Linked DNA regions of Mus musculus: region 1 is linked to region 2. Evidence: chromatin contacts called from public Hi-C data. All regions are on one chromosome and are shown on one strand. Each heading gives the region's core, a stretch centred on a gene start, on an enhancer-like site or on the middle of the called end of the contact. The rest is flanking DNA. Distances are from core to core; before and after follow the strand shown.

Evidence for each region. A called contact is a pair of places that touch in the nucleus more often than the background predicts.
Region 1: a contact with region 2 is called in a Hi-C map of liver, with 2.2 times the contacts expected there. The contact joins two enhancer-like sites. A contact is called at or near these places in 1 of 39 promoter capture datasets (liver) and 1 of 484 Hi-C or Micro-C datasets (liver).

What each region holds. Positions count from the first base shown.
Region 1 is chr10:99,437,607-99,442,886 of GRCm38.p6, reverse strand. No RefSeq gene overlaps it. Among named protein-coding and RNA genes, the nearest start is that of Gm34983, 20 kb to the left of the region's middle. Within about 2 kb of position 1,591, at least 73 of the 459 cell types and tissues checked have an H3K27ac peak or open chromatin away from gene starts, as enhancers often do. A contact at or near this core is called in liver, where this site is marked.
Region 2 is chr10:98,960,364-98,966,115 of GRCm38.p6, reverse strand. All of the region lies in intron 1 of Atp2b1 (ATPase, Ca++ transporting, plasma membrane 1), which reads right to left. Among named protein-coding and RNA genes, the nearest start is that of Atp2b1, 48 kb to the right of the region's middle. Within about 2 kb of position 3,920, at least 34 of the 459 cell types and tissues checked have an H3K27ac peak or open chromatin away from gene starts, as enhancers often do. A contact at or near this core is called in liver, where this site is marked.

The DNA.
Region 1 (5,280 bases), core at 342-2,841, 480 kb before region 2:
TTATTAGGTTTATTGACCAGAATGGCATTGATAAATTAGGCAAAGGAACAGTCAATTTACAAAGGAATTATAGTAACCATCAAAAGCCTATTTTAATGAAGAACAGTACCAATAGCTATCTCTGATAAGGTTGTTTCTTATATTTCTGTATACTAACTGCCCAAAAGGCCAACCTTCTAAAGAATCAGCGCTGAACACGAACAACAGTGAATACTCAACACCTGCTCCTTTAGTTAATAGTCCATAAAAAATGGTTTTATGATATTTTACACAAAATTATAGATGAGTCAGTCTATGTACTGACAATATTCATTAGCATAATACCCCACACCACACACATTACAATAGTAAATGCTTGCTTGAGAATAAGTTCACAGACAGCTTAAATGCAGAATCAGTAAGTAACCAGTTCCCTACTGTGTGCAAATTAATTCCCTACTTAATGCTCACAGCAATAGGAAAACACAGGAGCTTGGCCACTTTAGGAAGGGACTTTAAACCTAACTGGTGAAAGACATATGAATAAAATAGATCGCTGGGCCCCTAGGCACATCCTAAGGAAGATGCTAACAGAATAAAACTGGCAATTAGTGAACATTACACATTGTGTTCCATTCGTTCTGCGTGAAAATCAAACAGAAAAGCGCTCGAGAAGTCCATAGTGCAGTCCTCATTGTGACATGTCCTGAAAGGAACGTAAATCATTTTCTTTAACAGCACTGAGCTTGTTTGTTTTGTCGGATTGCCCACTCTAGTTCTTGAGAAATAATGACCACAGCTCCTCCAACGGCCTGCAGCGTTCTCTAAGGTTCCATGGGAGAGCTTTCCAGATGAGATTTAAACAAGCTGAGGTTTAAACACAACGTGGTAGCCAAGGCTGCCATTTTAACCTTTTAAATAATACTTTTTCGCTAGCATGCTATCACAATACTATCATAATGTTTAATAAACAAAACCTCAGCAGAGCTTTATGCTAGCTAGTGCTGGGTGCATTGACTTGGCATTTCCAACTTGACTCAGGTTTCAGTTGATCTCAGGAGGAAGATTTCTCCTACAGCCAGGGTACCCACAAGACAACAAGGTGATTGCTGAGACCTCCCATTCGCAAATACATCTCATGCTGATCACAATTTGTTTCATGATGTATAAAGAGACGAAAATAATACAAAAACAAATAAGATGATAAATACTCCATACAAATCATGTCCCAGCGGGTCTCATTTCACGTCTTCTGATTACAGCATTGGTTCGTTCGGTTTATCGGCTTTGTGATGAGTGAATTTGTTGAAACTGAACTCATGAAGTTACTTCTACTGCTAACATACCTTCTACCCGAATACAGCGTAGTGTTATGAGATATTTTTTGAAGGGAATTTCTGGACAACTAAATTCCACTGGGAAAGTTGTTCTGCGAAATCCTTTCTAGATCAACAAGATTATGCGTCTCTGAGAAAGGCTCCAGTCTACAACAGAAACACCGAACCATCCTAGGGTTTCTAGCCTATCGAGCACTCTTCACACCAGTAGGGCCACCAGCAGAGTCAGCCTAGGGTGCAGTATGGTCTTCCTCTTCCCACTGGGTTTTGCACAACACCTGCGAGTTAATCAGGATGTTTTGGGGTGTGCCTGCACTTCTCTGTCAACATCTCAGCTTTGGGCAGATGCCAGCCTGTAAGAGATTTTCATCTTGAGGCCGCTTCCTTTCTTGCAACACTGGTTGGACTGTTGCCAAAATCATCAAGCTACCGAGGGAACATCCCTTTTTACTTACTCCCATCCATTTCTGGATCAAAGAACCAGCCCTGAGTGCTACGACTGAAGATAGGCTTTTTTCCCCCACTCCTTCTTATTAATTACTCAACTAAAACAATCCTCACTAATCTCATTAGTCCCTTCTTTTTGACATGTTACTATCTCAGTACTGAGTTCATCTCAAGGATTTCTGCTTTGGTTTTGTTTGTTTGTTTTGCTTTTCGATTAAAGAAGAACGGAATGATTTAGGGCTACAATAATACTTATCATTCTATGAATATTCAGGTCTTTGTTTCTACATAGAAATAACAATGCAATTTCAATGCCTAATGACTATGGCAGTTTGTGTGTGTGTATGTGTGTGTGTGTGTGTGTGTGTGTTTGTGTGTGTGTGTGTGTGTGTGTGTGTGTGTGTGTGTATACCCACGGAGGCTAGAGATGGACATTGTAATTTTGCTACTCTTATGAATCATAATGTATATATGTGACATGCAGGGTATCTGATATGTGACCCCCATGAAAGGGTCATTAGACTCTAAAGGGGGTTGCAATCCATAGGTCAAGAACCTCTGTTTTACGCCATACTTTTGAAACAAGATCTCTCACCAATCTTGGGGCTCCATGATTTGGAACCCAAAAGTTCCAGGTCCCTTCCTCTTCCCATCCTAGTCGCTGGTTCCTGGCACTCTGATCACAGTCACAATCTATTTACCCAGCTTTATACGTGGGTGCCAGGAAGCTGAACTCAAGTTCTCATGCTTGCCAAGGCTAGCACTCTGCTAACTGGATTCTCCATTCCTCATTGCAGCATTTGTAAATATTAATCTCCACACATGCCGTGTATTTACTGACGCCAATGTAATGAAAATTGAAGCAACAGTGAGAATGGCCAAACCCCAACACACTGACAACTATAAATTGCTACAAAAGTGTGGACCACAAGAACTCATTTATTGTTGGGACAATACAAAATAGTACCATCATGGTAGAAGACAGTTTGGCAGCTTCGTGCAAAACACAAACTGTATGATACACCAGTCACTCTTTGGTGCTCAGTAAATGGAGTTGAAAACGTGTGTTCATGCAGGAACCTGAGTATGAATGTTCCACACTCAGTGGAACAAAGCTTAGATGCAGTCCCTCATCAGTGAATAGATAAATTCTGATACATAGAGTGGGGATTTACTCAGTTGTTTTAAAAAAAAAATGAGCCAATACCAAGCTTAGAATGCAGTTCAGTGGGAGAGTTCTTGCCTAGCATATCGAAGGCTTAGGTTCCGCTTCCTAAGGCTACAAAAACAAAACACTGGAAAAAAAAAACATGGATGCATTAAATGCATAGTGATAAAGTGAAAGAAACCAACATGAAAGGGTGCGTCCCATATGATTCCAATGTGATGTCATTCTGGAAAAGACGAAATTATTTAATAGGATTAAATAAATAAGTCGGTGGTTTTATAAGGACTAAGGGAGAGAAAAATAATTACACAGACCTCAGATGAGTATATTTGCAATGAAAACTCTGTCTGATGCTATTTGGCACATTAATGTTGTTATATATTTATCCAAGCCTATGTTTAACAGCAAGTGAACTCAAATGTAAGCTATAGACTTGGGGCAGTTACATTGTTCTATGTAGGTTCATCATTTGTAACAAGTGTACCATGTTGATGAGGGATGTTGATATTGGGGAATATTGATCACTGTGCCTGTGAAGGGGTGTTAGGAGAGAAAGTGTGGGGGCATACATGTTCTCTGTAGCTTCTCCTAGTTGTAAGTGTGGAAATTTCCTAGAAATCTAAACGTGAACCACCGGATCCCGCTCAGTACTTAGATACTAACGAAGAGTTTTATCTTAGCTTATGCAGTAGGGACTTTTCTCTTGGTTGAACCTGAGACCTTGATTGAATCTAGGAGTCAACTTCTTAATGCACTAATATATCAGGATGGAGAAAGTTTTTCTCTCCAAACAATGGCTCAGCATACTAAAAGGGTCAATCTAACCTGAGGCATGCTATCCAAGGAGGGCATAGCCTCCTGAACATATGTAGAATGAGACTCTGTCTAAAAAAAAAAAAAAAAAAAGAGGAGGAAGAGTAAAAAGGAGAAAGAGAAAGAGAAGAAGGTAAGGGAGAGGAGGAAGAGAAAAAAGAAAAGAGGAAGAAGAGAAAAGAAGAGGAAGAAGGCAGCAAAGGCTATAAACAAGAAAGGAAAGGAATGTTCATCTAGACCAGGTCTGTCTTTGTATGAAAGACTTTCCCCTATCACCGTTTAAATTTTACTATTAGAGAAAATTGGTTGTTCAAATTGCTCAAAGATGTTTTAAGAAAAAAAATTCACTTTCTCCAAAGTCTTAAGATCAGGAAAATGGTACACTTAAAATTGTCTGCTGCTGTGATCAGTAGACCTGATTTGGACTATATTACTCAACCTGTTGACGTATTCAAACCCGAATACTGGAAAGAGTAGCAATATCACAGCTCCAGAGCTGGCCACAGAAAAGGATTGACCATGGTATGCCTAGCCCAGCCTCTACACTTAAGATTCAGTGAACATCATAGAAGAAGGAGTAGCAAGAGCCAGGAAACCAGACATCTCCTGTGAGGTTGTGTCTTCTGTATATGATAGAATCTACAACCCTGAATCTTAACGACATGGTTGCCTAAACAAGACCTGCAAAAGCACAATACTGATTGACATGCCAGTGTGGGTGGATGAAATATCACAAGGCCTGACCCCTAGATAAAGAGTTGTAGGCAATTCCTGGCTGCTAAGTGAGAGAATTAGTTTTCTCAGGGAGAGGCCCCGCCCAAGAGGTTACACAGTCCCAAACCATCAGCCCTAAACACATGTACACATCAAGATCCCTAAACAGACCCAGCAGGCTATGTTTATATCTACACATATGCATTATTATCTGTAGTCAGCTTACTGTTCAGAGTACACCACAATTTCTCACTGCTGTCTAACTGTAACTTACTACACTAGACTGGCCAATCTCTTACCTCCCTCCAGACTCAGCCCTCTCTTTAGCTACTGGTATAGCATTCTACTCTCATCCTGACGTAATAAGCTGAGACCATAGCAGTAGCGACTTTTAGACCCTAGAACTCAGTAGCCAGAACACCAGATGAATGTATATGAATGGCTAGAATTTAATTAATTGCTCATCCGTTACTAATCATTATGGCTCAGGATGTAATTACGAGTCTTCTCATTTCTCCTCAGGCATTACTTCCCTGGAAAGAAGCATGCCCTGCACATTGAACGTAGCATCTCTGCCTTCCTGTCATTCTCTACCACCCCTCCCACATCCCTGCCAACAGCATCACTCTTGTTCCATCAGCACCGTTTGAAAAAAAAAAAAAAAAAAACACTAAGTTCTGAAGAAACCACCTTTATTTTTAACAATGGTAATAAATCCCTGTCTCTGGTTTCCATAGCTGAAGTTAAGCCATCACAGGGATTGTGTCAGGTAAGAGCTTGTCTGGGAGTGGGGTGACGGCACATCTGGGATGCTGGCACTGT
Region 2 (5,752 bases), core at 2,671-5,170:
TTCGGAAGTGGGAATGAGACCGGAACAGACTGTCAAGGAGACTTCTGCTCTGCCTCTGTGTGACCTACCAGCTTGTTGCCTCTTACTGTGTTTAAGTCTGTGAGAAACACGGAGCGCTACTATGATCACTGCGCACTACACGATCCAACAGGGAAGGCCAGGCCCACCAGGATGGATGATGGACAGGTGAGTGCATGCAGGATGGACATGAGCCTCCCTAGGCCTCATTTAAGGCCCTGGCTTAAACAATAAGTAAAGTCCGTCCTGTCCTTGCTTTTTCCAACCACTTATCAAGAAATTGATTTTATAAGTTGAGTTTGCAATTACTGGATGGGTCCAGAGCTTTGTTCGAGTCCATGACTACAGTCAGTTCTATTACACCAAGGAAACAGCTTGAGAAAAGGCTGTTGAGAAGCACTGAAACGCAGAGCAGCCAGTCTCGGAAGTAGACTCCCTAGTTCAGCCCTGACCTACGAGTTACCCATCAGCTGCCTTCTCCTTCCAGGTCATCCATTGGCTCCCACTGCTGTCTCTTTCTTTACTCCTTCATTCCCTTAGGCCAGTGGCTGACAAAAATGCCAAGGGCAACATCAAAAAATGCTGTATTTGTTAGCCTTAAAGTGATAGTCACGTAAGAGACAAACTAATTTTGGTTTCAAATAAAATACGGAATAGAAACCAGATCGTCTATTTTGATCCTCTTTGTTCTTCAAAGACATTTCATCCTCCATTTTAAAGGTTTAAGAAAAAAAAAATTTAAGTGGAAGCTGATACGTCAGAAAGGTGATGTCATAAAGAAGACACACAACTCTATTTAGGACACTTAGCCTATAAAATATATCCCAAAGTAAATGACACTTCTAACTAAACCACTGTTCATAGGTTTTATGGAAATACAACAGCTGTAGCCTGACACAGGGCAAGAATAGCTATAATCTTCAAATGGGGAAATCTAGGTGAATTCTTCCCACACATGAGCATTCCTAGGAATGGGCAGACACAGGAGAACACGAAGGGGTGGCTGTGAAGTCCACCTGCTCAGTAAGCTAAGAGACAGCGCTGTTAATAACACAATCTCAATTCCTTCTTTCACAAGGTAGACTGACTTAAAAGAGACCGCAGAGGAAGCAGTATGGAAGTTAGCTAGATTCAATAAAGGCCAATAGTGGTAACTCCAGATTGTAAGAATCATTTACACAAACTACAAGAAATAAAAGGGAAGAGCTAAGTGATTTATGAAATGAAATATAGTTATATAAAACATTCTATGAAATGATTTTAATACATATACCAACATGAGATTCCTCTAGCCAAAAACATGTGCTGTTATTACTAAGAACGTCAGCAACAAGACTGTCTTCTAAACGGGCGTCCCAACTCTTTGATGATTCTAAACAGATGCTGGTGAGCTGAAGATGTGAGAAGTGTGCTTATCCAGTGTATAAAAGTTTAAAGCTGGGTAATCGGAAAACATGTTAGATAACGGATCAGGATCCAAACAGACAGATGGGAATGAGGCGAAACTTAATTGGCACCCATGTATGATCATCTTATATTTAATTCCAAAACATAACTTTACAAATATGTATAAAAATGTGTGAGCATATATGAAAGGCAAAGGCCAAATTTATCAAAGCTAAATATGTGTTAACTTGATATTACTTGGCATTATCAAGTTAATAGTAAGGTGTCAACCTTAATCACAAAACCACCAATTTTCTGGAATAATATTACATATTTTTAACATAATATAAGCATAATATTAACAACAAGCACAAGCCCTCACTTTGCTATGTAACAGTTATGAAGGAGTCATATAATTTAAGGGATATGGGAGATAAAATCTAATTTCCCATTTTACAGATGCTGAAGCCAAACACTTCTTGATCACCACACAGTAAACACTGAATTAGTAAAACAAAAGGAAACGGCTAAGCCTGAAGTCAGGGTACATGTCCTAACAATGTGCTGATGTCTACCTGCCACCCAGCGAAATAGCTGTCACAACATTGTACACTTAGCCATTAGATAGATCAAGGGACTCAAAAATAGTTTGGGACTACGGCTTTTACATATTCTCACAAAAGAAACATGTGAAGAGAATTCCGTCTTAACTCCCCTTCTCTCTCAGCATGTGTGGAATACGCATGCACATGTGTATCGGCATAAAATCAATTCCATCCCCCCCCCCATAGGCAGTCAAGAGACGGATCACTGGCCTCTGGAACTGTTTCTCTCTGTGACCAGCATTTTATCCATAGCTGCTTTGTAACTTAGAGAACCAGCCTGCTCTGTCAGTCTTCCTCAATTACATTCAAGTTAGTGTGGACAACCTGAACCTCAGCCCCTGAGAGCTGTGGTTCTCAGCGTTCCTAATGCTGCGACTCTTTAATACAGTTTCTCCGGTTGTGGTGATCCCCAGCCAGAAAATGATTTCTGTTGCTATTTTATAACTGTAATTTCGCTACTATTATGCATCAAAATATAAAGATCTGGGTTTTCTGATGGTCTTCGGTGACTCCGGCGAAAGGGTCATTCAACACTGTGATGGTTTGTATATCCTTGAACCAGGGAGTGGCACCATCTGGAGGTGTGGCCCTGTTGGAATAGGTGTGACCTGGTTGGAATGGGTGTGTCACTGTGGGTGTGGGCATAAGATCCTCACCCTAGTTGCCAGGAAGTCAGTCTTCCACTAGCAGCCTTTGGATGAAGACATAGAATGCTCAGCTCTGCCTGTGCCATGCCTGCCTGGATGCTGCCATGCTCCTACCTTGATGATAATGGACTGAACCTCTGAACCTGTAAGCCAGCCCCAATTAAATGTTTTTTTATAAGACTTGCCTTGGTCATGGTGTCTGTTCACAGCAGTAAAACCCTAAGACAAACACCCAATAGAGTCTTGATTTAGAGGTTCAGAACTGCTGCCTTAAAGGTCCCTTGAGGGGGCGGTAGATAATTACTACACGTTAGACCAGACCAACTGCCTGCTCCACTGAAAAATTACGAAAAGGAAAGAAATGCTCTACGCCGTCTTGTGTCTCAGCAAGAAAACTATAATCCTTCCACTACTTCCATAGCTACTTCTGCAGGAGTGCAAAACACCTTCCATCAGATTCCTGCCCTAAAAACCCGAAATCTTTCAACAACCGAGATATTTCTTCTTAAGAAGTGATAGTACCTTACTGCCAACTATTAGATATAATTCTAACAGTGGCAAGAGCATGTGGTCTGATACTACAGTGTTTCTCTTCAGAGAGAGCACATAATTTAAAATCACGAATGGTGGAGCTTCCTTTACAAATTACAGCGCATCCAAATTATTTCATTAAATCAATTAGAAATTGGGTTAGGAATTAGGAAGCCAAGGGAAAAATCAAATTTAATATGACTCAGAACTTCTGCTTTATGTTTTTCAAAGAACTCTAAAAGAACATAAAGTCTACATAGCTTAGTTAGAAGTTAATTCCTATTAAATGCATGTTCTCTCCCTCTCTCTCCCCATCTCTCTGTGTCTCTTTCTCTGTCTCTCTCTCTCTACACACACACACACACACACACACACACACACACACACACACACACAGAGTCCAAGCAGGATCTCATTTACACAGATCTGATACAACAGAAAACAAGTACTGTTCACAATGCCCGATTAATCAATCTCCAAAGATTCCTGCCTACCATTCTCACTCCCTCCGTAATTTACTTATCTCCTAGAAGACTATTCCAGGCAGAGATCGGGTACTGTAAAAGTAGTTGCAGCTGCGCCAAGCAGTAAGCCCAGCATGAATGCTTCGGCAAATGTCTGAGGGTAGGCGGGGGCGGATTCTTAGAACAGAAGAGGACCTAACCTGCTCTCTCAGCACAGCTGTTTTCTCAAATCTGTAACGATTTGAGTCACCTCTCTCTGTCTTTCCCAGTGACCTGTGACCCCAGGATAGGATCTGTCCTATTGATTTTTAACCCTCATCTGTGTTTGGGATCCAGTGAGGGCTCAATGTTTATTGAGTGGAAATGCTTTTAGTTTGTGCCTTGAGCTGTGATCTATTTGAAAAGGCAGCTCTGCATAAAGTAATGGCAATTCAATAACAGACCAGCCAAAAAACCTTACCACATGTTTAAAATATGTGCTAATTTCCGAGAAGGTTAGCATTTGAGGAGTCTTCGAGCCATCTTGGTATAAAGATGGGTCGTTTCTATTTCCCTCTGAATCCTTTTGGACAGTAGAGAGTAAAAAGTACTTCAGGCTGTGCTTGGTGACCCGTGCCTTTAATCCCAGCAATGGGGAAGAGGAATTAGGATCTCTGGGAGTTCAAGGCCAGACTGGTCTACACAGTGAGTGGCCAGCTACGGCTTCACAGTGAGACCCGGCTTCAAAAAAAATATGTGCATGGGTGTATATACATCCATCCATCCATACATACATTTTCAGAGAGTCTCAAATGAATTATACACTACTGACAACCATTTTGAACAATGCTCCTAGATCACTGAGAGCAGGCCAAGCAACAATTCTGAGCTTTAGTATTTCATAAAGCTTGGAGGATATAGCATGCTTATTGGAGGGATAAACTGTTAAAGTTAACCGTGCCAAATAGAAATATATCAGATCAGTACAGGAGTTAACTTAGCAAGGGCTCCTAAGCAACAATGGTATAAAACTCCCAATCCCCAACCCCACAAGTAGCCACAATCCCTTGAAACGCACTGTTCCGGTTTTCTTCCCTCTCTCTCCCTGATCAACTCCCTCCATTCCAGCTTCTCCTATGCAGGAGAAACTACTTTCTCGATGACCGGTGAATCCATGGTCCTGAACCTGAAGATCACACAGTCCTTGTTTGACTTCCTGGCAACCTTTGCTACTCTCTGCCACTGCCCCACTCTTGACGTTGCTGCTGTTTTAATCCCTCCACCGCTGGACTCTCCTTCCCACCACACGGTTGTCTCTCTCTGGCCGCATGTTTTCACTTTCCACAGCCTGCTCTGCTCCCTGAACAACTGTCAGGGAAGCCAGTGGGGCAGGGTTGGGTGATAGTAACTGTTTTCATCTGGTCTTAGTCACAGAAAATGAGATTGGCTTTTAGATAATAAAAATCTACTTGCAAGTGCAAGTGTAAGAATTTTGTTTTTCTCTTATTTCAGAATTTCACAATTAAAGCACACACAGCAGTCGGGCTCAGAGAAAGTATGAAAAAAAAGCTTCTCTATCTTCCCCTCAACGCAACCCGTATTCCCACGAACTTTTCATCTATAAAAGTGTATGCCAGCCTCAACTGAAGCAGAGGCATAGACTGGCCATTCGACCACATCTCTGGGCTTTTGATAACTTCCATTTCCAGCACATACTAAGACTACAAGCTCATAACAACACAGCACTTAGTGTATATAATCAAGATCTCAATGGCAATGAACTAAAGCACAGATATCTTAACGATAACTAGAGATCCGTTTGCTTTACAAGCAGGTAAGTTGGTAGAATCTTATCCAGTGGACTGGTGTGACACCCACATCTATGAGGAGACCGGCCTAATCTCGCAAGGATGTACCTACAGAATCAACAAACCACAACCTCTCGATTTAACAAACATGATAAATTTTAACGTTATTGCTACTATGTACTGCAGATCTGTACTTCTCAGCCCCACTGTCTACTTATTGGTAATGTTTGTAGGGCTCTTAAAATGGGCCCTGCTGGGCTCCACCTCAGAAAAGTCTTCAATTGATGCAGCACACAGTAGGAAAACATATTTCT